4 separate regions of the Mus musculus genome follow, and all the other regions are linked to region 1. The links are chromatin contacts, called in public promoter capture Hi-C maps. All regions are on one chromosome and are shown on one strand. The core of a region is the stretch at or near the end of the contact, and the rest is flanking DNA. Distances in the headings are between cores, read along the strand shown.

Region 1 (6,796 bases), core at 2,479-4,978:
AGAAAGCTGGGGGGGGGGGGGGGGCAGGGGAACACTTCTCTCAGCACAGAAAGCCAGGGATGGGGAGAGCATTTCTCAGCACAGGGAAAAATAACCTCTCCTAGAACTGGAGAAGTTCCTCGGCACAGAGAGGTGGGGAGATCTCTCTCAGCACAGAGGGAGGACCACTCTCAGCATGGGGAGTGGGGGTCAGGAGGAGAACCTCAGCACAGAGAGCAGAGTGACACACAAGCCACAGAAAGAAAATGTTCCATTTCCTATGACAGTCTCCAAGGGGATTACATCCAGGGCCTCATGCACAGTAAGTGCTCTACTGTTGTGTCCGGCCAGCAGATCACAGCCTGGGTTCTAGCCTGGAAAGGCATTTTGGAAACCTGGAAGAGAAGAGGGGCTAGGCGACGAGAGAAAATGATGCCGCTAAGACAGGCATTCTGATCAAAGCTCAATTTTACTATATCAGCACGCAGTTATAAAGGAGAGGAAGTAGGGGCAGATTCCCGCCAAATAGTCCCGGGGACCAATAGCAGGATGTCCACATGTATGGCTCCGAACAGCAAGGGGGCAGGTTCCAGCAGTGGGCGTGGCAGAACGATTGAGCCGGCAAGCTCCATCCAGGTGTAAACAGTGGAACCCTAAGGCTGGAGGAGGGGAGGCTACACTCTACCACTGAGCTATATCCTGATCTTAATATTCAAATACATTAAATACCAGAAACTAGGACCTGGAGGGATGGCTCAACAGTTAAGAGCACTGGCTGCTCTTCCAGGGAACTTGGGCTCAACACCCACATGGCAGCACACAACCATCTGTAACTCCGGTCCCAGGTGATCTGATGTCCTAGCCTGGCCTTCATGGGTACTAGGCATGTTCACAGCACTCAGGCATATAGATAGATGATAGATAGATAGATAGATAGATAGATAGATAGATAGATAGATAGATAGATATGCAAAACATTAATATACATAAAATAAAAGTAGTTTTAAATACCAGAAAGAATTTTTTTATCTTGGAATCCCCAGTAATGTTCACAAAACATGGCAATTTGTTTAATCAAAGCATGTCTTTTCATTGCAGGGTTAAAAGGTGGCATGGTGGAATTGCAGTTGGAATCCCCAGGTCTCCGTATTTGGATGTCAGTCAGCTGTCACTACCAGCCTGGATGCCTTTTGGCCCTGGAGGTCCCGTTCACTGGCAGGGTCATGCAGAGGAAGCAGAAGAAGGCAGAGTATCTGGGGACAGCCTTATACTCATTGTCCCACTCAGGTAAAGGCCTCCCCAGTAGGTTTGAGTCAGAATGACAGCCTTGGAGCTATTCTGGCTGCATTCTTGACCTAAGACACTTTTCCTGTTGATAGTTTTGACTTGGGTTGTTTGGGTCTCTCCAGCAGGAGACCAGATGAAGATCAAACAGGCAAGCCCCTCCAGCTGAAACAAGAACAGCCTGAAACAGCCAAGAAAGTCAAAGCTCCTGCTGTCGGAGGGTGGGAAACGGGATAGAGAGTCTTTCTCTGTGGCCTAGGGAAACACTGGTCAAGAAAGGCTGGCCTGCCCTGAGCCATATAAAGCTAAGGTCACCACGCCAGCAGCTTGGAGGTCAGGGTCTCCTGGGTCCCCTGCAGACAGTGAGTCACCCTCTGAGACCTGAGTCGGAATGACCAGGCCCAGACTGCTGTGATAGGCACACCACCTTCACACTGGCTTATGTAATGCCTGACACTATTTGTAGCCCAAGTTCAGGAAGTCCAGGAATAAAGAAAAAGTAACACAGAAGAAAAAGCCTTCCCTGGCCCCTGTCAGACTCTGTCTACTGGAATGATATTCTTACTGAAATAGTAGGAGATGCTGAGGAGGGTCCTGAAGGGGCCAAATCATCTCCAGGCCAAGGACATCTCATTCTCAAAGGGAACAATGAGATGTGCTGGCCAGGTGTGGTGGGGCACACTTGTGATCCAGGCTTTGGGGATGTAAAGAGAGGAGGACCACAGATCTGAGGTCAGCCTGGATTACATAATGAGATCTGTCTCAGAAAAAAAAGGAGGAAGAGAAGGAGGAAGGGGGAAATGAAAGAGGGAAGGAAATGGAAGAAGGAAGAAAAGCTTACCTCCTTGCCAAGGACACTGAGACTGAGCAGATCTGTCTAAGCCAGAAGTAAAGAAAGGGGGTATCTGCACCACTATGGGATGGCTGTGGGGTCCACCACTGGATGAATAAAGAGACTGGCAGAGACATACTGTCTTAGTTAGGGTTTCGTTGCTGTGAAGAGACACCATGACCAAGGCAACTCTAATAAAGGAAAATATTTAATTAGAGCTGGCTCATAGTTTCAGAGGTTCAGACCATCATCATCAGGGCAGGAAGCATGGCAGCATGCAGGCAGACATGGTGCTGGAGGAGCTGAGAGTTCTACATCTTGGTCCACAGGCAGGCAGAAGGAGGCTGTAACTGTGTGCAGCTTCAGCATAGGCGACCTCAGAGCATGCCTCCAACAAGGCTAAACCTCCTAATAGTGTCACTCCCCATCCAAGCATTTAAACATGTAAGTCTATGGGGACCATACCTATTCAAACCACCACAAGTACCAGCCTGGTACCTGATCCTTAGTGTCATTAACTGGGGCAGGGACCTCAGTCAGACCTGATCTTTATCCATATTTGGGTTGTAGGGCCAGGAGAGTGGCTATAATGCCTAAATTAAGGCCTTGACATTTCCCGAAGAGCCAGTGTCGACACAGTGAAGGGGACTGAGGGGCTTCCCTGTCCGTTCTGCATCTGAAGGAGCTAAGACTTTCATGTTCCATCTGTACATAGACCTGCAACCCGGCATCCATGCTGTCTTTGTCAACAGGACCTGAATCATCCACACAGCCACAGAAAGGTGGCCATGGCATGCAGCCTGGGCTTTCCCAAAAAGGCTTCAGCTCCATGGCCCCAAGGCCAAGGCTTCAGTCCAGGGCAACAGCCTCACCAGGGCTGCAGTACAAATCCTTCTCAGTGGCTAGAGGCATCTGGCCAAGATGTCTTCTTTCATGACAGATGAAAAACTGTAAAGAAAAGTCTCGACATCTGGAAAACGGTGCCTTTGTTGTACAGTTAATAAGAGAAAGCCATGTGTTAAAACAAGATGGCTCTTGTCCGAACAATTTTGAATGAACTGCTCCAAGACGTGGATGAGCCAGGAGACAAACTCAGCAGGGAGACAGAGACTTCTGAATTCAGGGAAGTGCTTTCTCCACTTATATGTAAGTAAAAACATCATTTCACTTAGATAATTAAGGCTCAGAGCCTTTGTGCCAGGAGTACTCGCAGGAGTCCAGGTGCCTGGGTCCCATCCAGACCAATTAAACCAAACTCTGGGGAAGGGGATGTAAGGGGAGCAAAGAGCATGGGGAGCCTTGCAGGGGGGAGGGGATGGGTGGAAGCATGGAGGTATGGGAGCAGGCATCTGTTTATACTTCGGAGATCACTGATGCTACACTCACTAAGGTTGGAACTTTTTCCACTGAGCTTACATTACTATAACAGTCTTCCTTCTGTGACTCCAGGCACAGGGTCCTCTCCATACCCAGGGCATCCAGGAGGCTGAACCTGGCCATAGAGACCCAGTTGTAAATGCATTTCTCCTCTGGATCCTTAAGTCCAAGGCTGGCAGCAGAGGTATGGATGCTGGTCACAGGATCCCTCCATCCCAGGTCTGGAGATTCTCCAACCTTATTACTCAGTGTACATGTGAGTGATGACCTGCCAGGCAGCTAGATGCCCTGGCCGAGATGGTGGCCTGGTCAGTGTCAGGCAAGAGAACTGAGTTAACTGGGACAAAGCTCTGGATGTGAACCCAACCGAGGAATGAAACAGTCTTCCTGCAGCCACTAATGGATGAAGAACGCCCTGGCTGTAAGTCCAGAGCCACTTTCACAGGACGGTTTCTTTTGCCTGGGGCAGCATCCTCTAGCACAGCTTCCTAATGTGTAAAACGGGATGTTCTCCTTGAAGAGGATTATAAGAAAGTGAGTGTGCAGACAATGGGCAACATCATGTAGCATATCCTAAGATGATACAGATGTGCAGAGGATAATTACAAGCATACTTGAAGAAACATTGAGTCATACTTTGAACTGATGGCCAGTCAAATGACTTCCCTGGTACTCCTTCCTGTCCATCAAAACTAAACAGATAGTTCCGGCAGAGAGCGCAGCGAGCTCGGGAGTGTGGCCTTCTTCGCCCCGGGCCCCTCACGGCCTCGGCCCGCTCCGGGTGAGCCCGAGGGGCCCGGGAGCAGCCTCGGTCCCTACTCTGCGGACGCCAGGAGCCCTCGCCCTCGAGGCAGCCACCGGCTAGGCCACGCGGCCATTCCGCAGCGACTCTTGCCCTGCCAACGATGCGCCTGCATGGCGGCGGCCTCCCCGACTCCACCGGCGCCCTCTCTCCAGGGCCGGGCCCACCGAGGAGTCCCAGCCAGGCCTTCGAGGACGCCTCGAAAGTGGCGGCGAGCGTGGCATGACGGGAAGAATGGCATCCACCTGAAGGCCAAGGCTGGGCCTTCGGGGCTTCTGCGGCCTAAGGCGGCGGGTCTGAGCAAGAACACTCTGCCATCGCCGGCTCGGGACGGGAGGCCCACCCGTGGCCGAGCACGCAGACCTGGATGAACCGAGGCCTCGATGGGCCTGGACGAAGGTGAGCGGGGCCCCGAATCACGGCGAGAGGAACGATCGATTCTTGGGCCGCGGGTCTTCCCTCCACCCGAGAGAAGCCGAGACGCGACAACCGCAGGCGGCCATTCGGAAACGCTGTCGCCGTAGAAGTCCTGTGTATATAATATGAAAAAGCTGCTCTCAACCTTTCCCCCGACCCTTTTTAGACTTCTGGCTAAATCTGGACGTCTAACTGTAGAGATTGCCGACACAGGGTAAAGGAGAGGTAGGAGATGACGTGAATACCCAGTCGCCATAAAAAGAAGATCGTGGACACGTCTTCTGCAAGTGATTTTGAAATGGAATTGTTTAGGCCGCCTCTAGAAAGACCCAGCACTCGTCCCTGTTTGTTCAGTACCTTAGAGGATCCAGCAGGAGGAGGAAGAGGCCCGGAGCCAGATTGGTCGTGTGAAGAAGACGTGTCTCTCTTTTTTATCCTATTGTATTGTGTATGCATTTTAGTCCTCATTTCTTACCCCCCACACCATGTTTGCGTGTGTGCCTGTGTGTGTGTATTTGAGTGTGTTTGAAAATGCCAGGTTTTGGGGGTAATGTCTTTCTAGCTGCTCTGAAGTGCCTGCCATATTTTATAAGTAGTAAAACATGCTGTAAATACCTTTTTGTTAGGATTCATTTGAATTATTGTTTGGAGAAGAAAAGCCAAACCTCTCCTGAGTTGACCGCATTGTGTTTGTGCCCTGGTTCACAGAAGGAAATCCAGAGCTCTAAGCTACTGTGGTCCGTGAGTGGAAAGGAACCACTATCTCCCACTATCCCATTTTGTTTGGCTTTTCTTTGTACATAGTGTATGTAAAGGACAAAGGGGGCCTAATTTACAACATCTAGTCACTCTAGATGTTAAAGAGGTTGCCAGTGTATGACAAAGTAGAGTTAGTAGAACAACACTTTTTTTTTTTTTTTTACATTTTGTGTTAAAGTTGTAATTACTCTTGCTACGTGTGCCGTTTACTGACTGCTGTGTATATAGTGGACAACAGTCCTTACTTGAAACATCTGGTCTATCTAGATGTTTAGAAGTGCCCAACGTATGTTAAATGTAGAGGTAGTGAAATATCACTTTGTAAATATCTTTTTGCAAACACTCATGAGTCGTTGTCTTTGGGGAGTGGGGTGATGAGCCCTCTGAGCAGTACTGTCTTTACTTGCTCCGGGGTTTGGAGGAGGTGTTGGGAGGCAGTGACAACGGCCATGTAGTGTGTGTGTATATGGGACCTTTTCAGATGCCATTTTTATATTCTTGCATTTTGTTTTGCTGTGTGTATACTGTATATAATGGACAAATATGTCTAAATTTTCAACATCTAGACTCTAGATGTTAAAGAGGTTGCCAATGTATGACAAAGTAGTAAATTTAGCACATAGTGTACACCGTTAAAATTCATAGAAAATTTTGTTCTGTAAATGGCTTGGGGATAGGATTTGCTTAGCTGTATCTAAGCATTACACATACCTATATTTGTCTATTGGTTTGAAGGGAGAAGAAAGTGGGTCGAAGCCCAAATGGTTATGTTTAGAAGATACCTCAGATAATAACCATTGCTTTGCATACAGTTTTATTTACCAGTGCCATGTCAATAGCAGATAAGTTCTTACATGAAACATCTAGTCTTTTAGATATCTGAAAGTGCTTGATACATTTAAAGGTACAGGTAATAGAATAATATTTTGTGTATATAGTTTTTTTAAACTGGAGAAATGCTGTGTGTAGAAGTAGAATTGTTAGCCCGCCTCTGAGAACAGTGTACCGGCTGTGCTTGTTCAGTGGATCAAGGAGGTGGGAGGGAAGGAACTGCAAAAAGATTTCCATTTGTGTGCTAGACATTTTTAGCTTACCCATCCCCCTGTGTGTTGTGTGCATCTCATGTAACTTTGCTATGCTGTATATATTGTACATACTGGACAAACGAGTCCTATGATATCTAGTCTCTAGGTATTAAAGAGGTTGCCAATGTATGACAAAAGTAGTTAGTAAACTCACACATTCTGTATAAAAAAAAAAAAAAAAAAAAAAACTAAACAGATTGTGCTTTAAATGCAGGCAGCTTATTCCATCTCTGATATAGCTTGATAAGACTGTTTAAACAT
Region 2 (6,796 bases), core at 1,574-4,073, 950 kb before region 1:
GTTTGTTCCCCTCCCCCACCCCCACCAGCCCCAGGGAGTGTTAGTTAGGCTATCATTCAGATATTCATAGGTCAGAACACTGAGTACAGACTCTCCTTTCTGCCACTTACTGACACACATGTGGCACAGCAGCTGCACCTGCAACGTTACTGCAGGCTATGTAACGTAGGGGTGACTACGTTTTGTTTGGTTTTGGTTTTTGTTTTTGTCAGAAAAGCTGTTACTGTTTTGCAGATGCTTCTCCTCATCGTCCAATGTATGACTGCGATGGTATGATTTCCCCTTAAGTAGAAGAACACGGGGAAAAACACTGATGGATTTCCAGGTCATTAAGGAACCAGCCTTGCGTTCTTGGGAGGTACCCTAGCTAGTCAGGGTGCACTGTCTGTTGGATTTGGCTTGCCAAAGTTAGGCTTTAAGTGAATATGCTTGCTTTGCGCACCTGTGTTTGCATCTGTGCTCATGGGGTTATCTGTCTGGAGTTTCTGTTACTTGTAACATTTTTGATGGAGTTATAGTATTAAATGGTTTCTTGCAACAATCTGAGCAGTAGTCGATTCTGTACAATTTCCTGGAAGACTGGAATCAAAATGAACTAACCTTTCAATGTTAGGTGAAAGGCCATCCGAAGCTGAGATTTTCTATGTGGGATTTTTTATAAAAGTATAATGTATAATAACAGAGATAGGATTATTTAACATTGTGTGTTTTATTTTAAGTACACACATTTCCTTCAAGGGCTTTGACACTTTAACTTATCAATATATTAAGTTTTTCATAACATTGTCTTATTTTCCTTTGGACATCTGTAGAATCTGCAGGGCTGCCAGCATCCCTCTTCTGTTAGCAGCTGGGCCACTCTTCCCTCCCATCCTTTCCCTTTCTCTTCTTGCTCCTCCCTCTCCTCCAACAATCTGACCACTGGGCTATCAGGGTTTGTTGTTTGTTTGTTTGAGACACAATCTCTCTATGCAGACTTGACTGTCCTGGAACACACTCTGTAGACCAGGATGGCCTTGAACTCACAGAGATCCTCCTGCCTCTGTCTCCTGAGGACTAGGATAAAAGGTGTCCCCCCCCCCCATGCCCTGTGGTTTGTCAATTTTATTGACTGTCTAAAAATTTTTTCCAGGTCATAATTTTTTGTTTTCCTGTCTTCTACTGTAGTAATGTATTATCTTATTTTGCTTCTTCTTTCCCTTCTGTTTCTTCTATATCTAATTTAATGTTCTTTGTCTTGGTTTCTAAAAGGGAAGTTGAAGTCATAGACTGGTCTGAAGTCATGAGAGCATTCTTGCTTTTTAACTTAATTTGGGGTTGTAGATTTCTTTCCAAGATTTGTTTCCCACCCAATTGTGTTATGCTGTGCATTGGCAGTCAGTTCACTGGGCTTCTGTCTCATCTTGCCTGTTGGAAGGCACAGACACTTTTTATTGGGTGTTATACATTATTACTTTTTTTTCTTATTTTGTGGTGACTGTTTTTGTATCCTTGCATATACCTCTGAGCTTGCTGTTGAGCTTCACTCTCATCCTGGCTACAGACAAGATGGCTCTATCTAGGTTCTGCCTGTATGAGTTCTTAGGGAATCAGTTCTCAACCTCTGGGTCGTGACCCACTTTCACAGTGACCCCATTCACAGGGGTCGCATATCAGATATTTACATCATGATCATAACAGTAGCACAATTATAGTTATGAAGTAACAACAACATGAGGAACTGTATTAAAGGGTTAGAGCATTAGGAAGGTTGAGAACCACCGCCTTAGGGGACCTGCGTTTTACTGTAACTACTAACGGCCTTGCCTGAAACGAGGGTTTCTGATGGTTCAGTGACCCTGCTAGTGGCCAGGACCTGCCCTGGCTTTCTGTGTCTCTTTCCCTCCAGTCCTCTCCAGTGGCTCTCCTGGTCATCTCCTCATTTGCATCTATGGATCGTTCTGGGGCTTACAGGAGCTTCTGCATCTCCAGTGCATGCAATGCTCCCTCTGTCCAGGTTCCTAGCCTGGGCTTAGGTGGGCGCTCTGACTTGCGCAGCCATATGCTTCCTCAGTCACACTTTCAAAGGCATGGCCTGGATCCTCTCCGGTCAGTGACGTGGATCAATCACGCGGCTCTTTGTCTGTGCTACTTTTCAAAACTTCTTTCGTCAGCAATTCATTTTCCCCCCTTTTGTTATTTCATATGGGCAGGTCCCGTTAACCTCATCTTGACTATTTCATCTAATTACAGTCTTACAGATAACAGGGGATGTTATTTTTCCTACTGTACAAAGAAGGAGCACTCCACTTGGGTAACTAATTCCTTAGGATCTAGGTCTGGAATGTCGAGGCACCGGTGAAGAACCGGGCTTTGGTCAACTTTTGAGCTAGGGCCGCAGGATCTGTGGCGGCAGCAGTGTCCACTAGGGGGCGGCAGAGGCCCGGCGTGCTCTGGTTCATCCTTGGGCTTTCCCTTTGCTTCCTCCCTCTAATGCTAATTCTTGCAAGTTCCTTACAACCCTGGCGACTTCTAAGCTTATCCCGGTTGCTCCACAGCTTTGCTTCTTGGACTGTGGGATGAGACACTCCTCACAGCTTTTCGTTGCAAGTAAACAGAGAACAGAAGTCACAGCAACTTGGAAATAAAGATGTGCAAAGACTGGCTGGATTTGGACGGTCACTAGTTTTCTGGCTGTCTTCTCTACAGTTTGGCTTTGTTTTCAGACTCTTTTCCCACTTAGTCAACCAGCTGCCTGCTGCTGTTCTAGCCTCACATCAAACAATGCAGAAAAAGTGAGATCTTCTTAGGCCACCCATAAGTCTTGGCTCTACTTGATGGGATCAAATGTGGGGTACACAGGTTTCCTCCAAACCCTGACAACAGCGGCCTACCGAAGCAAGGACTGGCTTGGGTCAAGTATGTTTCGCAGTCAATGTCTGTGCTAAACAGGCTGAGAGTCTGCACTTATCTCAAGCTAGTAAGAGCCGACCTTAGGAGCTGGGGTGCAGGCCAACCCCTTGAAAGCACACCAACGCATGCTGTAAGAGCAGCTGAGGCATGTTGGTAAGCATTTATAGATATTCATAATGGGAGAGTCCACAGGGCCAGGATCAGACCCAAGGCCCTAACAAGTGTTCTCTGTGTGAGCTGCTACCTAAGGGCTCCCTGCAGACTCAAAAGCAGCTCACAGCCACAGAGGGTTTGTAGCTCCTGCCCTGAGAAGCCAGTGAGGTGAGGGCTGGGATCTGACCTATTTATAGTCTGGTTCCTTTGCTGTCTCAGAATAGAGTAACCACCAGGCATAATGCTAAGATTGAGTAAGTATCTAAAGGTCTTCAGAGAACGCACTGCTTACTTAGAAGGGAGGAATGTCAGTAGATACAGCACGGAACTAAGAGAGCCTGTGGGAGCTACGCATGTACATGAGGCTAAAGGTGCACACAGTGACAGCATTTCCTTTAGCTTGTGGAGGCCAATCTGTGCCTTAGAGAGAGCATCTTCATGATTTGATGGATCAGGGAAATGAGCCATGGGAAGAAGGGATGGACCTGGCAGGAGTTGGAGGAAACGGGAACCAAATACCAGTAAACTTAGAAGTCCAGGGCTCATCACTTCCTTTGTCTCCAAAACACATATAGTTTGTTGATGTTACTTGATAGTTTCAAATCCTAACATCCTGAAATGGGATGTGGGGTGGAAAGCACAAACAAAACAAAACAATGAGCCACACCTGCCTCTGATGAAGGTGTTAGATACTCGGTCCCCAGGCACAGGCTGCAGAAGACAGCTGCGGGTGTCAGGTGTGTGCAGGAAAGCTATATCTCCCTCCACATTCCCCGTAACTTGTACACATTGAGTAGGGTTTCAAACCCGGCTGCCTTGGCAGTGAGATGGTTCTTTGGCTCCTCAGCACTCCAGATTTGTGACATCAGAAAGGTAGACTGGTTTTTCTGCTCTTGAAAAAAAAAGAAGGGTTGTTTCTCTAGCTGAGGGAGAGATAGACACATGGGTAGCTGGCATAAGTTTCTACGTTGGCAGGGTGATGAACTTAACAACTGGCTTCTCATGAGAACCCCTGCAGTGCAAATGCGCACCATCCACTACCTGCAGCGATCAGCTCTCCGTGTTTCTTCTGGGCATTGCCTTCTTCTTGGCGCAGCCTTTTATCAGGGACAAGGACTGACCCTCAAGGGGCAAAGCACAGTCAAAGCCACTTGTATTATTTACCTAGACGTTGGCAGGACCACATGTCATTTTTCTGGGGGTGGGGGTGGGGGGAGGAAGGAAGGAAGGAAGAGAGAAAGGAAGGAAGGAAGGGTTTATTTTGGTTCCTGATTTAGAGATTTCAGTCCTCCGGTGTCAGGCCCGATGCACTCGCAGGACATCATGTCAGCAGGACTGTGTGCCTGGAGAACAGCGGGTCATGTTGTGGTGCACCAAGGGGTAGGGAGAATGGGAAGGAGCCATTTATAACCTTCAAACGCTCTTCTACTGAGGGTCTAGTGAATGCCCTTATCAGTCACACCCTTCTAGAGGCCTCAAGCTTTGAAACAAGCGTTTAAAACACAAGCCTGTTGGGCCATTTTAGACTTGAACCGTGGTACCATTCGGGCCTTGGTGGAATGAATGCAGTTGCCTGGGGTCACTTGGGGCCTGATACATGGGCACCATTCCTGGTCATACTCTGGATTCCACTGGGGTCCTATTCAGTTCAGAATCATCCTGAATACAAATTCTTGATTCAACTTAACGAGTTAAACTTTATACAGCTGATCTGTTGTATCTCCGAATTCTTTATCCATTGATGGTGTCAACTGCAGGCTGAAAATATTTGGGAAACAAACGTACCGAGCATGTGTAGACTCTCTCCCTTATTATTTTGTGAATGATGGACTATAATAGCTGTAACCTAGCATTTGCATTAGATTAAGGGTTGGAAGTTATCTAGAGGTGCCGTGATGCATGTGGGAGAATCCCTTAGGATATCTGAAAACAAGGCGCCACTTTGTAGGGTAGACATGAGCTTATCCAGGGGTCTGTACCCCTGCACATCCTCGAGTGGTTCTCTCATGGATGCCAAGGGGGACTGAATGCCTTTCCTTCTACAGCCATGGTATTGTGCTCTTAAACACTTTCTAACATTTTGTTCTGACTCACTTATGTAAAACTACACAATACTGAGTTACAGGAGGGCACTCCCATGTAAGCATGCAATGTGCTTGGGGCATGTCTCCCTGCACAGCCCCCTAGCCCCCTTTTTTTTCTCTCTCTTCCCATTGCCTTTTTTGTTGTTGTTGTCATAGAAAACTTTAGTTCCACTTTGATATCTTATTATTGTATGTATCTGTATGAAATCTAGAAATCACACATGAGCAAAAACATAATATTTGCTTAAAGCTGAATTGTTACACTTGATAGGATCATCTTCAGTGAGTTCACTTTTTTATTTTTATTTGCAAATGACACAACGTCATTCCTCTTTAGAGCTAAAACGATTCCAGTGTGTGTACCACCTTTTCCTTAACCTTTCCTCTGTTGTTCGACACCAAGGCTGGCTCCACAGTTCAGCTATTGTGGCCACAGCTGCAGCAAATATCGATGTGCACGTGTTTTGGTGGTGTGCTCACTTGAAGTCCTTTGGGTAGAGCCGGGTCACATGGCAGGTCCATTTTTAGTTTTTTGAGAAACCTCTGTGCAGATTTCCATAGTGACTGGACTATTTACATCTCACTGGCAGCAGGCGTCCTCGCCAGCATTTGTTAGTTGTTTTCTTAATGACTTCCATCCCGAGGAGGACGAGATCCTAGTAGGCTCCCAATTTGCATTTCTCTGCTAGCAATTGTCTGTTTTATTTTTATTTAATTTTTTATATTTTTTTGAGGACTGCCCATTCATTTTCTGAGCCCATCTGTTTACTGAGTTGTTTGATAATAGTATTTAGGTTTTTGATACCTTTATTGATATTAATATTCTCTCAGCTACATAGCTAGCCAAGGTTTGCTCCCATACTACAGGCTGCCTCTCTACTGAATTGTGCCCTTCACCGTGCAGAAGCTTTGTAATTTCATGAAGTTCCATTTATTAATTATTGGCATTATTTCCCCAACGACCCTAATGTAAAACATAAAACTCTGCAATTCTTAGAGGAAAAAGTAATGAAACAGCTCACGATAAATTGAGTTTTATGTTGTATGTTTAAGATCTTTGACCCATTTGGAGTTTATTTGGTACAGGGTAAGAGATAGCAATCTAGTTTCATTCTTCTGTATGTGGAAATCCAGTTTATGCAAAATTGTACTGTGGTCCCTGTGAGGTCCCATGATGCACAAAACAGACATAATTATGTTCATAGAACTCTATGTTATTTAGAAAGATTAATCCACAAAGTGTAGGGGGCAGAATCCAGGAGAGTAGCTTGGTTGTGAAGTGAGGAAAGACTTCCAAGAGAAAGGTTCTGATTCTTAAGGTGGAAATATTGGGCCCCTGTAGTGAGGGGCGAGCTACTGTGAACAGATACCTGCAGAAGGGTGTGGAGGGGTGTGTGGTGGCCAAGGGTCTGAGGTTCTTAGAAACCTGTAGGCTGAAGCTGCAGGGCTATGCTGTTTGGACTTGCCATAGGGATTTTGAGCAGAGAGAGACTTCATGTGGGAGACTCGAGACTTTCTTAAACCCAAAAGGTCCAGAAGACAGAACATTTCTAATAAAATCCAAAGAAGATGGTCTGTAGCTACCCAGCAGCTCGGGCAGTACTGGTGTATTCAGGAGGCCAGAGAGAGATCACAATGGCCACTAAGGCAGGATGGAGAAACAGTTT
Region 3 (6,796 bases), core at 2,481-4,980, 750 kb before region 1:
ACAGGAAAGTTGACTACTGCTTTCTCAGGGAGTTCCTCTTGGTTTCTACTCTGTATCTCCCAGCTCATGCACTCCATTTGGGTCATATGAACATTTAAATTAGTGGTTCTTATCCGGAAGAATGTATGTGAATGGCTTGATCTTAGAAAGGCAGCAATTAAAAGCTTTTGCATTATAATGCCGCATGGCAAGCTCTGGGAGAGAGTCGGATCGCAAAGGATGAAGAACAGAGGAACTCTGGGTGCAAAAGAGCAAGGCTTAGAGCTTAGATAAGTTCATGTTGAGTCCTACGGCTTTGAGGGTTTGGTGAAGGGGAATGTGGCTGAGCTTGCTGTCATCGGTAAACCCCAACGAAGATGCACCTGGAAAAGCCCATCACAGGGCATCTCCAAGGCAGGGGAACGAATGGACAGTGGGCCCATAATCACCCAGTGCCAAGGAAGGAAGGAGAACTGAGCAGGGGTCTCCTGGACTTATTTGTACACCGAATATTATACACAGTGTTTCTCATGTCTCATTATGAGGTTATAAGCTCTGGTGAAAGCCAACCCTCTCTTTGCATCAAGGCATCCTTACTTTAAACACAGCTGTGTACTTTGTAATCAGAGACGGAATTAGTCTCTGAAAACCTAATAGATACAGAATTAGACTCTGAAAACAATCCTGTGTATTTGTAGAATCTTCATAGTTATTCTTCCTTTACACCTGTGACACGTAGGCAGAATGACTTCACGATCAAACACCATGTAAAAACTGAGGTTTGACTCAAATTCAGTTCCCTCACTCAGCCTCCATAAGGAACATAGAAAACACATTCTTCCTATGGACTAGTGTTCAACATTCAGTGTGAGCCTGTGGGCTTGGGTCCCAGCAAGTCCTGATCTCTAAGGTTGGGTCCACCATGTGTTTCTAGCCAACAAGAAGGCACATGATGATCACTTACTCAAAGTGCTCGGGACAGGACCACAGAGGGCTGGCAGCTCTAGTCTTTGCTCTGATTTGGGCCAAGTTTTCAATTTTGTGGAGCTCCCGTTCCCTCCACTGTCACATGAGCTTCCATAATGCCAGTCTGAAGTCCTATGTCTGTTGTGAAGATGGTGAACAGTGAGTGATTCACACAGTGGGGACACAGTAGACACTCACTAATGGCAGTACAGAGGGTTCTTCTGTAACCTGAGGTGAGAGCAAGGGGAATTTTGTCATTTTTTTGTTGGGAAGAAAACAGCTGTACGTTTACAATCGGGCATCTGCAGAGCGTAGCCACTGCGTGCTTTAGTCAAAGAAGCCATTCCTGGGGCTGCGTCTCTGGCCCTGTGCCCCTACCAGGCTACAGAGGGTCATTCGAAGTGAACCCAGGACTGTGAACATGGACACATGCTGGGAGATGTCCTCTGTGGTGAACAAGCCCGTTAGAACGATGAAGCCCATAAGCCCCATTCCACCCACAGCGGTTCATTAGGAACAAAACATGACGAGTTCATTTGAATGGCGGCTAATGGCAAACAGATGTGCTGGCAAAGCAAGGCCAACAAAACGCTGTCTCCAAAAGCGTAGCTATGTCCTGGAAAGCCAGGGTCCTGTTTTCACTTTATGTTTCAGTCCTCCAAGTGCGAGTGAGACAGAGGATGGCTAACAGGAAACAGGGTACGACTTTATGCTTCTGCATACTAACAGGCTCCCAGCAGGATGAAAGTGAGGCCGGTGGAAAGAGAAAAGGGTTAGATAGGACTCAGGAAGCTCATCTAACCTGTGCCTACCCGTGGGATGCTTGGAATAGGTTCTTCCAGAAGGTTTCGCTGTAACACAAGGAGAAGAACGTGAACATTATTTACTGAGCTGGTGTCTAGATGCTGTCAGAAGTTGTATGAACACACATGTGCTTGCATACGCACATGCATAACCAGGCACGCACGTGTGCACCCACAAGCACACAAACAGACACGCACATTTCATAATGTCAGTCACATCTAACAGAGCAGTAGAGTGTTAGCTTTTTGTTTTTATTTCTGACTTTACACTTTTGACAGTGTCCAAAGTCATGTTGAGTGACTGGTGTGAGCGTGAGCGCCACTGGCCTGAGCTGAAGTGGGTATAGATGTTAGTGACACAATAGACACAGATAGAAGATGGTGTGCTCTAAATGCCTCTGGAATCTTCAAAACTTCTGTCTGATTTAATCGGGTGGACTGACATGGGGTGAGACAGAGGCAGCAAGATAGAAACTGCAAGCAAGGGAATAGCAAGTGCTTAAAGTCAGGCACTTCCAAAAAACCAGGAAAGGGTTTGTCAAGCACATACTGTGGATTTGGGGTTTAGCTTAAATAAAACTAAGCTGACTTTGGTACCCATAATCTACCTCATCAAGACTGACGAACATTCTAGGGTTAGAGCCCTTGGTTGGGGGTCACTGGGGCAATCAAAGGAGGAAAAGAAAACACTGACTCTTGGGGAATCCCCATCCCTAGCTATTTTTAACTACGAGGTATATGACTGACCTGGGCCACAAAACTGCCTGTCCTCGTGGCCCAGGGGCCTTGTCAAGAGCTTTTTCCCACATCATAAAGTACATGAATTCTCATTTAGTCTGTATCACATCCCCTTTTTAACATATTAAAAATTGTGGTTATCTCAAAATAGTGTCCTTCTGATTTGGATTAGAAATGTATGTAATCTTTACATAAGGAAAAAGAAAAAAACAGAACCTATAGTAGGGTGTACAAAATATTCAATTCCAAGTGAATTAAAAGCTAAATAAGCAAATTTAAGAGAAAATATTTGGAGCTAAGAAAGGGAGGGAAAATATTTTTTAATTAAGATAATATTTAATTTTGTTTGTATGTATGTGTATTTATATGCATTGCATTCATGCATACATGCGTGTGTGTATTTGTATGTATGTGTGCATGTGTATCTGTGTCAGTACTCATGTGTGTGTGTTCGTGTTCAGAATCCAGAACATGGCATTGGATCCCCTGGAACAGGAGTTACAAGCATATATTAGCCATTAGTGGGTGCTGGGATCTGAACTCGGATCCTCTGGGAAACTAGAAAGCTCTCTTTCCAGCCCAGAAAAGGTTATTTTTTTTTTTTTATTTTTGTAGAAAACTGCAACATTAAAAAGAATATAAAAGAAAATATATTAATTTACCTGTACCTTAGTTAAAAGCAGGTTGCATTTCTGGCTAGGGTCAAGAGAATGATAGCAAAAACAAGCAAAAAACAACAATAGTTATACCTTAAACAGACAGGTCTAAAATTAAACAAAATTATCAACAATGAGCATTTTAGTCTCTGGAGAGTGACTGATGCCAGGCCGTGTTGGCACATGCCTTCAGTCCCAGTAGGGGCAAACAGATCTCTGTGAGTTCAGGACAGCAAAACCCTGTCTCAGGGAGAGGGGGTGGGGGAAGAGGGAGAGAGAAAGGGAGCAGGAGCAGGGAGAGGAGGGGAGGAGGAGAGAGACTTAAAGCAAATCAGCATGAAGTTCCACTGGAAACCTGAGCACAAACAGGGGCTCCTGCAGCTGGAAGTTGCTAGGGCTGCTCAGTGTGTGGACTTACCAGGGCAGTGCTGGCCATGAACACCAGAAGATTTGCTGCTGTAGGGGCTAGGGACTTTAATTAGATTTGGGGGTGAAAATGAATGGCCAATGGTGTTTTTAACAAAATAAAGATCGAAACAGGAAAGGAGTGGCCCAGAAGAGTGTTAGCCTGGCACTATTGGTCCAGGTAGCAATTCCTGGCAGAACAGCCTGGAATTTCAGGGAGATATTTTGGCAATTAGAAAGCCATAGAAGACTTTCAAAGGCTCAGTACACTCTCATGTAAAACTGGAAATGCTATGTGCAGACAGAAGACACTAGAAAGCCCAGGAGAAATACAGGCCAGGGTCCTTCTGGTACCTGGCCAGTCCCAAAGGTGCAACTCCTCCTGTACATCCATCCACAGAGATTGGAAGTCCCCCACGCTTTAACATTTTTCCGAGCACAGACCCTCCCTACTATTCAGATGGGGAAGGGCGGGGGTGGACTAGCCCCCCATTATATGGCATCAGGGGCCATATAATGTCAGGGAGCCTGTCTGCAGACAATTCCAGACTGGTTAATAAACAACTACAGAAACTCTCAAGGCAGAAAGCTTCATAGCTCTTTTGATATATCATTAAACATTCCAATATCCAATAACAAAATAAGTATAAGATGTGAAGAGGGAGATAAAAAGAGCCAAGAAGTTTGTAAAAATGTATAAAAACAGTGAACGGAAGTGGAATATAAGTACTGCGAGCACACTTCTCTGAGCATATAAAGACTTCAATTCGTTTTCTGCTAGAGGATTCAAGATCATGTTTAAAGAGGTAAAGGAAAATGTAAGGACAGAAATCTCACAGCTACTGCATCTTTATAAGTAAGGAAATCAGAAAGAGAAACAGGTGTTAATCATAACAGTTAAGCTGAAAAAGATCACTAAAAGATTTTTTTAAAGGTATTTGAAACGAATTCAATGATTGGTTCATCGCCATTTATGTTGTGTAAAATCGGAGCGAAAACTAAGGTAAGAAAATGGAGAACCAGGTATTTTATGGGACAGCATCAAACTCTCCCTACAGTATACGTTCCTCAGCAGTGTTGGAAAGAAAAGCATCTACCACCTCTGCCAGTGACAGCGACTAGGCTCAACTGATGGCTTCTAGATGGCTTGGGTGAGATTCCGTGGCCCTTGTGGTTACAAATGTTCTCTTGTTCGTTACTGCACAGCAAAGGCACACTGTCCAATCCCTTTAAGAGGAGCATCTGCCTGCCTCGCTCCCTTCCCTGTCGTGGTTTCTCGAGGTTGAAGTGCAGGGAAGCGTTGATTTGCGGTTACGTTTGGACTTGGCGGTCCTTTCCTGGGCCGCTTGAGGAAAGAGAGAAGGCCAACTGCCTGCCTTATCAAAGGGACCTCTACTCACACATCTGACGTGGGTGGGAAACGGCTCTGACAGAAAGGGAGACTGTCTCTCTCAGGTCTTCCTAACTGGAATGTGGCTTTTTGTTTTATTACAGTGTTTGCCTTTCTAAACTTTTATGTCACCAGAAAAAAAAAAAAACATTTAAAACACTAACATATTTTAAATATGCAAGTTTCATTCCCAATAAAAATAAAATATATTTCATATTGAGATACTAAATTATCATCTTATAGTGGAGCTAAATTTAAATTTTTTAAATTTAAATTCTTAAATTTTTTTTTAAGATAGAAAGTATTTGTGTCATGTTACAAAAGAAAGATCAAATGAACTTTATTGCAGTTCGTTAAGATTGAATTTCATTAGTTCCTGAGCGGCGCTTCATTTCAATGTGTTATATAGTTAAGTTTGTAGTTTCATAAAATGCCATTTTTCAGGTCTAAAGCTAACAAAGGTACTTTAAAATCCAACAATGATAAATATTGACTAACGAATATTGACATGGGAATCATCTTATCATAGCAGGGGGCTGTAAACTATTGGAACCCCTTGGGGGAGTATGGTAACAACTAATCAGTATGAAAAGAGACTTAAGCTTTCCACAGCCTGGCAAATCCTGCCCTGGTTACGCATGTGGAGAAACGCCTGTGTCTATACTCAATACAAACATAAAGACCAGCACGGGTGCTTCTGAGAGTGCCATATTCAAAGCACCTCAAGTGTCCACTAACCAAAGAAGCTGTAATTAATATCTAATGGACTTTTTCTGAGGTCTCACTTCCCAGAACTGAAGCCTAATAATTCAGACCTGCAGTTATTAAACCAATCTCAAGACACACACAGCACAAGTGTGTGTGCAGGACGAACTTGTTTTTATCTGCAACAGATAAAAAATGCACAGTTAAGAGTTGGTGTTCTGGAAAGCTACACACCTCTGGGATGAGACATGAATGAGAAAAGCTCAGGGCAATGGCAAAAATGGAGAGAAATCGCTTCCAGTGAAGACAAGTTGTTCACTAAGAGTGGAGACACAAAGGACACAGTGATACTGCAAACACTTTGTTTTTCAGCCAGAATGTCTAAGGTTATTTTTATTAATCTTTCTACTTTTTGTAGACAGGAAACAAATTATTAAAAAATATGAAAGAAAAAATTTAATTCAGTATTATTATAAAAATTTGACATAGTGCCACTTCCAAATATTAATAAATTTGATTTTGTACAAAGCTGCAAGTATTGAGAAACCCCAAATTATTTTCTTTTTAATTTTTATTGTACATCTTTATTTCGCATGACACTATGCTATACAGGATCATCTCCATATGAATATATATTGCACTCTGAGTATATTCTTCTCTCTACTCAACAACTTTTTCCTCTCCTCCTAAGTCTCTAGATAGTTTTGATTCTATTTTCATGTCATATATATGTATGCATAAATATAGTCATATATTTACAAATATAAGTCATATGTATGTATAACATTTATGCAACACACACATATATAAAATACAGGAACCACACATGAGAAAAATCATATTTGGCTTAGACTGGTTTAGTTTGCTTAACACAATTATGTCCAACCCATCCATTTTCTTGGAAACAACAAAGTTGCTTTTTCTTTATGGCTAAAACAGTCTATCATTTATCCATCACAGACTTTCTCTAACTGTTCTTCTGTTGACTGCAGATATCTCTATGATATGCTGACTTGCAGTCCATACTTGGAGTAAACACCCAGGAGTGCTATAACTAGGTCACACGGCAGACCGACTTCTACTTTCCCGAGACGCCTCCACACTGATTCCTTACCTGCAGTACATAAGAGTTCCCTTCTGGGCATCTTCTCCAG
Region 4 (6,796 bases), core at 1,761-4,260, 550 kb before region 1:
GCGGAAGAAGGAGGAGGAAGTGAGGAGAAGAAGAGGGGATAAAACTAATAGGAAGGTGAATATCATCAAGGCCTATTACATGCACACATGCAAGTGTCTGTCCTCAAGATGCATTACATGCATGCATGCAAGTATCACGATGCAACTGCTTGCTGTGCACTATTGCTGTCTTTTTTTAAAAGACCATAATAATATTGCTTTCAGAAAGAGACAACAGAAGTTATCTTAGCAGTTACACTGCAAATGAGGACTGTGCCCTGAGAAGCCAACCTGGGAAGGCTAGCCAGTGAACTTTGCAGGGAGCTGCCAAGCAGAGGGGTAAGGGGCAGATGCTTGCACCAGGGACCCAGAGGCTGGCCGTGCAGACATGCCTGTTTTGTAACTCTAAAGTCAGCCTCCAGGCTCCCATCTTGATTTCTGGATAGTCTACACCACAAGCCAAGGAGTAGTGGCCAAGGGATAGTGACCAATGAGCAGCAGCCTCCCCCCCACCCCCACCCCCCATTGTTCCCTTGCTGTGTGGAGGAGACCTGCAGACTTGACAGAGACGTGAGCTGCCTGTGTGCCTTCCCTGAAACAAGGCTTCCCACAGAGGAACTGGGTGAAACCGAGCAGAGATTGTTGCATAAACAAAGGTAGCCCCAAGCTTGGGAGATACTTCTTTGGTTGAGCATAGAGAAAATTCAAAAGGCTTATGACCAACCCCCACGACCCCACCCCACCCCGCATCTCTTTCTTTGTGGAGTCTTCTAAAGTGGACATGGTTTTAAATAAAAATCATTCACCAAGTGTAAAATCGTAGAGTTTTCTTTTTTCTTTTTTAAAATCTAAAATCCAGGTCCTTGGCCACCCTATTTGAATCCTAAGCGCTTACTGCGGTGGCTCCACTCACTGGCGTTTTATGTTTTATGTGACTTATGTTAGATGGCTGGCTTTTATGTTGCTCAACATCTCCTTCTTTCCCTACCCCGGGATTTTTTTCTCTTAAATATTTCGAACTCTTAGTGCATGCCTAGCTCATCGTAGGAGGACCTACTGAACGTATTTTAGTGAATGCTTGTTGGAGGGTAGGGACAGATGTGGCCCGCATCGGCTTCTGTTCTGGAGCCTCAGTCTGCCAGAGTCTTTGTTGGCCTCTGCTTTGCTCTTAGCCTGCACAGGACACCCCTCCCCCCACCCTCACTCCTTGGCTGTGAGTGGGTCCCTCTCTCCCGATTTCATAGCAAACACCAAGAGATCTGGACACCTACCTGCTTTGGACAAACTTACAGGAGAGGTTTGCCTTGCCTCAGAGATGTACTGAATGGGAGCATCAGACAAGTTTTTGTGCTCAGAGCTTTTGCCTAGGAGCATCTGGTCTTTTTTTTTTTTTTTTTTTTTTTTTTTTTTTTTTTACTGTTTTACTGTTTTACAGGCATCAGGTATCCCAAGCGCTTGATCTCGGATTACTGGAGCATGGGAGATAAGACCACCAGAGGGCGCCGGAGCCTAGCCTCTGCCGATCCTGCAGTACAACAGGGCCAGCAAGTTCAGAGTTTAGCATACTGAACGCTCAGGATAGCGCAAAAGCCGGTAGAAATGGATGGCTGCCTTCTCTGAAATGCTACTTTTTAAACACAGGGACCAGGTCGGCGCGGTTCCAGATTTGAAGCTGAGTCCCTAAAGTGTGTCTGACAAATGAATGGATGCAAAGTGCTTAGCGGAATTGTTTAAGATACTCTCATGGCTGGAACATTTTCCTCTTGACCTTCTCCACCCTTCTTTAGTCCCTAGGTGGAGCCCCAGGCCCAAAGGTCCTGGCCACTGCTTCACAAATATGATTCCCAGATTGCCCTGAGACAGAGGCAAGTCTCTGTTGTGCACTCCCTTGGGTGAACATGATAACAGAATCCAAATCGCTAATTGGCTATGTGGGAAAAGTGGTCGAAGCATGGCCAACACTGCCTGTGGCAGTGGAAGGTCCAAAGGACGCTGCCCAAAGCCTCTAGCCCTCCAAGATTCAGTCTGCCCCCTCCCCCGTGTCTCCCCACACCCGGGTTGGGGTTGTTTTGGTTGACCAGAGTGGAACACAACGATCTATTGGCAGGGCTGAACACCAATGGGTCTATTTGTAAAGCGCCAATGACCACTTTCTGAAGCAGGGTTTTAGGGAGCGGGGCCTTAGGGAACTCTTTGGTCCTTTTTAGAACACTGGACTTTCTTCTGGAAAGGCAGGAAACACTGAAGTTTAAGAAGTTGTTTCCAGCTTCCATTAACTGAACACACATTAAAACCAAGCACAGAGAATCAGGACGTTTCGCGGGAGTGAGACCCAGTCATTTCTCCTCCGTTTCCATTCTGCAGGGTGAGAGTTGTAATCACCCACCCACTATTCGTACCATCCACCCACCCCCAGTCGAGAGAATAGGGGTACAGAGGGGAGGTGGCAAAGAAAATTCACGATACTGAGTATCTCTGGGAGACCTGTTTGGTCTCTTTGCTCGGTAGCGCAGCCCTACGTTAGAATGCATCTTCCCGGGAATGACTGTAGTGAGACTTTGGCTGGGAATCCAAGTTATTCTAACTGTAGATTGGTCCACGTTGCCCTAAGCCTAGCAGTCCACTGCGGCACAGACACCCTGGACATGAGGTGGGTCAGCTTAAGTTCCTGGCACGAAAGAAAGGGTACTCTGGCAACTTTTGGATGCGGCGAAACAGACTGTTTCGTCTCTCAGGTTCTTATTTCACGGCTTGTGCCTTTGACAGCCCCTTAGTTTCTCTATCTGCAGGATGGGAGCATTAAGCTCTACGACCCAGCCTCTTTACAATTCAGGTCCAAAGAGCCCGCCCAAGTTGGGGACTGGGAAGATCAAAGGTCTCAGCACCCAGCGGAGCCGCGGACACTGAGGGCGCCAAGAAGGGGGTGGGTAGGTAGGGAACTGGAAGGGCGGCTGCTCCGCAGGGGATGCGCGTCAGAGACCCCAGCCACACTCCAGGCCCGCCCCTTGATGAGCCCCGCCCCGCCCCGCCTGGTTTTCGCCTCTAAAGCGCCCAGCGCTCGCCTCCCGCTGCCGCACTTTCACTCTCGGTCCACCTCGGTGTCCTCTTGCTGTCCAGCTCTGCAGCCTCCGGCGCGCCCTCCCGCCCACGCCATGGACGCCAAGGTCGTCGCCGTGCTGGCCCTGGTGCTGGCCGCGCTCTGCATCAGTGACGGTGAGTGCAATCCGCGGCCGGGCCCGGGAAAGGCTCGCAGCTCTGCGCCGGAGCTCCTTCGGGTCCGCGGTTCCTCTGCCCGCGCCGAAGTCGCGGAGAAAGAACTCGGTCGGCGCCGTTCACTACAAGCGAACTTGGGGCAGTCCACTTTGCAGGGCGCACTCCCACCGGGTGCCCTTTCCCGTGTCCCACGGGTCGCACCGAGGTTTTGTGCTCTGCGAAGTGCGGCCATAGGACCTAGAGAGGGCTGCAGGGGAGGACCCGCAGGATTGTTGGGCAAGAGTGGGTTCGGCGCGGAATGGAAGCGTGGGCGATTGTGTCCGGGGCTTGGGCCCCGGAGCGCGCCAGCTGCACTCAGCTAGTGTCTACCGGCGCCCAGATGTTTCCAGAGGCGAAGGGCAGCGCGGTCCCGGAGTTGACCGTGCAAGAGGTTCACTCGGGTGGTGCGTGTGTCAGCAAACTCTCAAAGACCGGTCAAGTAGCTCGAAGTGCATGGCTTGGCTATAGGTTCAGTGGTGAGGCTGAGTTTCGTCCCCTGCGGGTGTAGCGTGTTCTCTTACAGCACCCTCGAGGGGCTCAGGGCCACCAGCAGCGCAGCGCAGCTCTTGAACTCGCGCTGCCAGCCAGGGCCGCGCTTCTGCACAGTTCGTTGGTCCGTAGCGACGCGGACCTGAGCACGCGTCTCTTCACTGCCCCTTTTTCTTCTTACCCGGGTCACTAGACAAAGGCTCAGCAGTTACCCAAGCTATATGCACACCTCTCCCCAACCCCCAAACACACCTGCAAACGGGCGCTTTTGTAGCCAGCCCCGGAGTCCTCAGCTCTGGAATGAGAGCTGCAGCGGAGTTCAGTCTCCCAGACCCAGGGTGGTGTCTTCTTTCACTGGGAAAGGGCTTTCATTTTGTTTTCTTTTTTTGACACTGAAGAGAAAACTCTCAGCGCTGTTACAAGACACCGTTGCTGCAAAACAAAACAAACCATTGCCTCTGAACACAAAACAAAATCCTACTAGTCGATCCCCTGCCTTCCTCCGCAGTGGTGTTTCCTGGAGAGAACTGAGGGACAGTCGGGGCTCTTGGTGAGACTGAGCTCTAAATGCTGCCCAAGTACACCAACTCGTTCGTTTGGGTTCTTTCCCTGTGACAACGGGGTACGGGAATGGTTGGAGTTGCCTAGTCCGAGGGAAATGTTCTGTAAAAGAATAGTCAGTTGCTGATCGGAGTAGTAAAAAAAAAGAAATGAAAGGCAGTTTCGATTTTTTTTTTTTTTTTTTTTTTTTTTTTTGTTACCGAGAACACCCGGGAGGCTGAGCCTTCCCACTGGTCCCCCAGTGCCCCGTCATGGAGCACATTGATTTGGGCATTAATAATTGAATGAGCTGGTGATGTTGCAAGGGTCACAGCCTCTGGCAAGTTAGGTATGGGGCAAGAATGTAGGACTCAGGTCCTCAAGGTTGGAGTGCAATTATCCAGAGTAAAAGTTGTCTCACCCTCAACATATTCTGACCCTAGGAAGAGTCGGATTGTTGACAGTGTCTGGATCAGACCTGTTCTCTAGGCAGGACCCCATTGTGCTGCCCGAATGAACTTTTTTACCTCCTAGTGCCTGTGTGCCCTCTGATCTTACACAGCCCTCAAGTTGCAGCACGGCTAACCTTGCTGTGGTTCCTGTCTTTTCCCATCAGCTACTCCAACTCAGAAGCTAGATAGTAGACACCGGAGGCTTCTTTGGTTAAACCCAGAGCAGCAGGCTTGCCAGGCTTGTTAGATTGAATGGACCCCTGGTTCCCTAAGCCAAGCTCTCTAGATTCCCAAGTCCAGGGTGGCAGCAGAGCTGGATTAGACTTTGGTCTGTACCTGAAGTCTGGTTTTCCTATGCTTTAGAGTCTAAAGACACTACCCTTCCTGGGGCATGCATCCCTTAGCTAAATAATGCTTGCAGAAGAAGATAATCCCATCATATATTTAATTCGGTCCACTTCTCCAGCTGCTTCCCAAAGGCAGTGAACTTCAGAATACCCAGAAGTCTCCTGGAACTCTAAATAAGCAAACTTAAAATCCTGGGGCTAACTATTCTCAGTCATACTTTTAAACTTTGGTGAAAAGACCCATAAATTGAAACATTTGGGGATGCTCAGTAGAGCTAGGATAAAACCCTGTTGTTGGGGGAGCAGCTACAAATCCAGCAGTCCTCAGGGTTTGCAATTCTAGACTTAAAGGGTGGTTCTTAAGGGGGGGTTCTAAAGGAGCCCCTTGCTAATTTACACTAATGAGTGTCAATTATAGCATTTTGCAAATTGGTGAATTGGCAAACAAAGCTGGTAATAGGATCCAGGAGGCCTAGGCATCCAGGTAGTGACCATAAAAGCCACGGTTGACCCCAGCTTTTGGGAAAAGCTGGATAGAAGGTAAATCCGGGTCCTCCCCTCTGGATTCTTTTGTGATTTCCAGGGCTTAGGATAGGGTGAGTGGGAGGAGGGAAAACTGCAGGTGGTAGAAGTGAAGCCCCCCACCTCCAGGCCTGCACCAGAGGGCCACAAGGGAGCCCAGAACTCTGCCACCCCACTTCTCCTGGGTCCTTTTGTCCTTTAGAGGCTGAGCCCAGTCAGATCTCACTGTGATCCCTGGCCGAGGGGATGGTCTTTGCAAGAAACTTTCTGTAACCATTCCTGCTGATGTTCCTGAGTCTTCCCCACAAGAGCCACCAAACCCCCTGCACCAGGCAGATAATGACTGGCCCCACTTTTCTCTCTACACCTCCTCTAGGTAAACCAGTCAGCCTGAGCTACCGATGCCCCTGCCGGTTCTTCGAGAGCCACATCGCCAGAGCCAACGTCAAGCATCTGAAAATCCTCAACACTCCAAACTGTGCCCTTCAGATTGTGTAAGTCCTAGCCGCCATCCCCCAAAGAGGAGCATGGTATAGAAGCCTCGGACTTGGCATAACTAGGGGCAGCTGTTACCACCACCACCACGGGGACACTGATATGCCATCAGACATGGGTTTCAAAGGATACTTTTGTTCCCCAGAGCCCTGATGTCCTCAGTGTTTCTCACTCTTGCTTTCCAAGCTGTTTCTTGCAGCACAGTGGGCCGCCTCTCTACAGAAAAAGCCATGGACTTGATGGAGGTCAGCCCTCAGCTGACAGTTGGGTCTGTCTTGTCAGTTTCAAGGTTCTGGTGTCCAAAGTTAATCCTTTCTCACATAGAAAAAAAAATTACAAGACCCGGATGGCACGGGGGGGGGGGGGGTTCAGTTTTACTCACTTGCACTCACTTGCTCAGAGGTCATTTTTGTTTTAGAGTTTTAGAGTTTGCTGGAGTGTGATGGTAGCTGCCAGTATTTGATTTAAATTTACCTGGGAAATAAGAAAAGCCCAAAAAAGGTATAAATGATGTGAATATCTCACTCAGAGTCTGGTAGACTTGGCAGAGATGTGTCCTGTGCTAGTCTGTCCTGCTCACTGCCCCCCAGCAGGGGTTCCCATCCTCGGGAGACTCAACACTAACAACAGTATAAGGATGCAGCAGCTGGAGCAATGCTAGCCTGACGGCTTTGTCACCCAACGGTGACTGCTTCAGACTTTCTGTGCTCATCAGCCTTC

What was found. Promoter capture Hi-C pulls out the DNA fragments that hold promoters and counts their contacts.
Region 2: a contact with region 1 is called in a promoter capture Hi-C map of cranial neural crest. The contact joins two enhancer-like sites. A contact is called at or near these places in 3 of 39 promoter capture datasets (cranial neural crest, frontonasal cranial neural crest and maxillary cranial neural crest) and 1 of 9 other capture datasets (embryonic stem cells).
Region 3: a contact with region 1 is called in a promoter capture Hi-C map of cranial neural crest. The contact joins two enhancer-like sites. A contact is called at or near these places in 1 of 39 promoter capture datasets (cranial neural crest) and 1 of 15 datasets of contacts at CTCF or cohesin (the NIH/3T3 cell line).
Region 4: a promoter capture Hi-C map of liver shows a contact between it and region 1, with 7 times the contacts expected there. The contact joins the promoter of Cxcl12 here to the enhancer-like site in region 1. A contact is called at or near these places in 20 of 39 promoter capture datasets (the 3T3-L1 cell line, the C10 cell line, the HPC-7 cell line and 9 more), 2 of 15 datasets of contacts at CTCF or cohesin (the NIH/3T3 cell line and large pre-B cells), 1 of 484 Hi-C or Micro-C datasets (bone marrow-derived macrophages), 8 of 115 datasets of contacts at active chromatin or transcription factors (craniofacial prominence, embryonic basal ganglia, embryonic midbrain and 3 more) and 3 of 9 other capture datasets (adipose tissue, embryonic stem cells and pancreatic islet).

The regions. Positions count from the first base shown.
Region 1 is chr6:117,712,168-117,718,963 of GRCm38.p6, forward strand. All of the region lies in intron 2 of 1700030F04Rik (RIKEN cDNA 1700030F04 gene), which reads right to left. Among named protein-coding and RNA genes, the nearest start is that of 1700030F04Rik, 36 kb to the right of the region's middle. Within about 2 kb of position 3,729, at least 5 of the 459 cell types and tissues checked have an H3K27ac peak or open chromatin away from gene starts, as enhancers often do.
Region 2 is chr6:116,765,493-116,772,288 of GRCm38.p6, forward strand. Gm36788 (a long non-coding RNA gene) reads right to left here. Exons shown (of 4, transcript XR_377977.3): 4 at 6,221-6,796. It also overlaps the pseudogene Gm22882. Among named protein-coding and RNA genes, the nearest start is that of Gm36788, 6.3 kb to the right of the region's middle. Within about 2 kb of position 2,824, at least 14 of the 459 cell types and tissues checked have an H3K27ac peak or open chromatin away from gene starts, as enhancers often do.
Region 3 is chr6:116,958,356-116,965,151 of GRCm38.p6, forward strand. No RefSeq gene overlaps it. Among named protein-coding and RNA genes, the nearest start is that of Gm36873, 170 kb to the left of the region's middle. Within about 2 kb of position 3,731, at least 3 of the 459 cell types and tissues checked have an H3K27ac peak or open chromatin away from gene starts, as enhancers often do.
Region 4 is chr6:117,165,525-117,172,320 of GRCm38.p6, forward strand. It overlaps Cxcl12 (chemokine (C-X-C motif) ligand 12), which reads left to right and starts at 3,011. Exons shown (of 3, transcript NM_021704.3): 1 at 3,011-3,192; 2 at 5,958-6,075. The coding sequence starts at 3,132.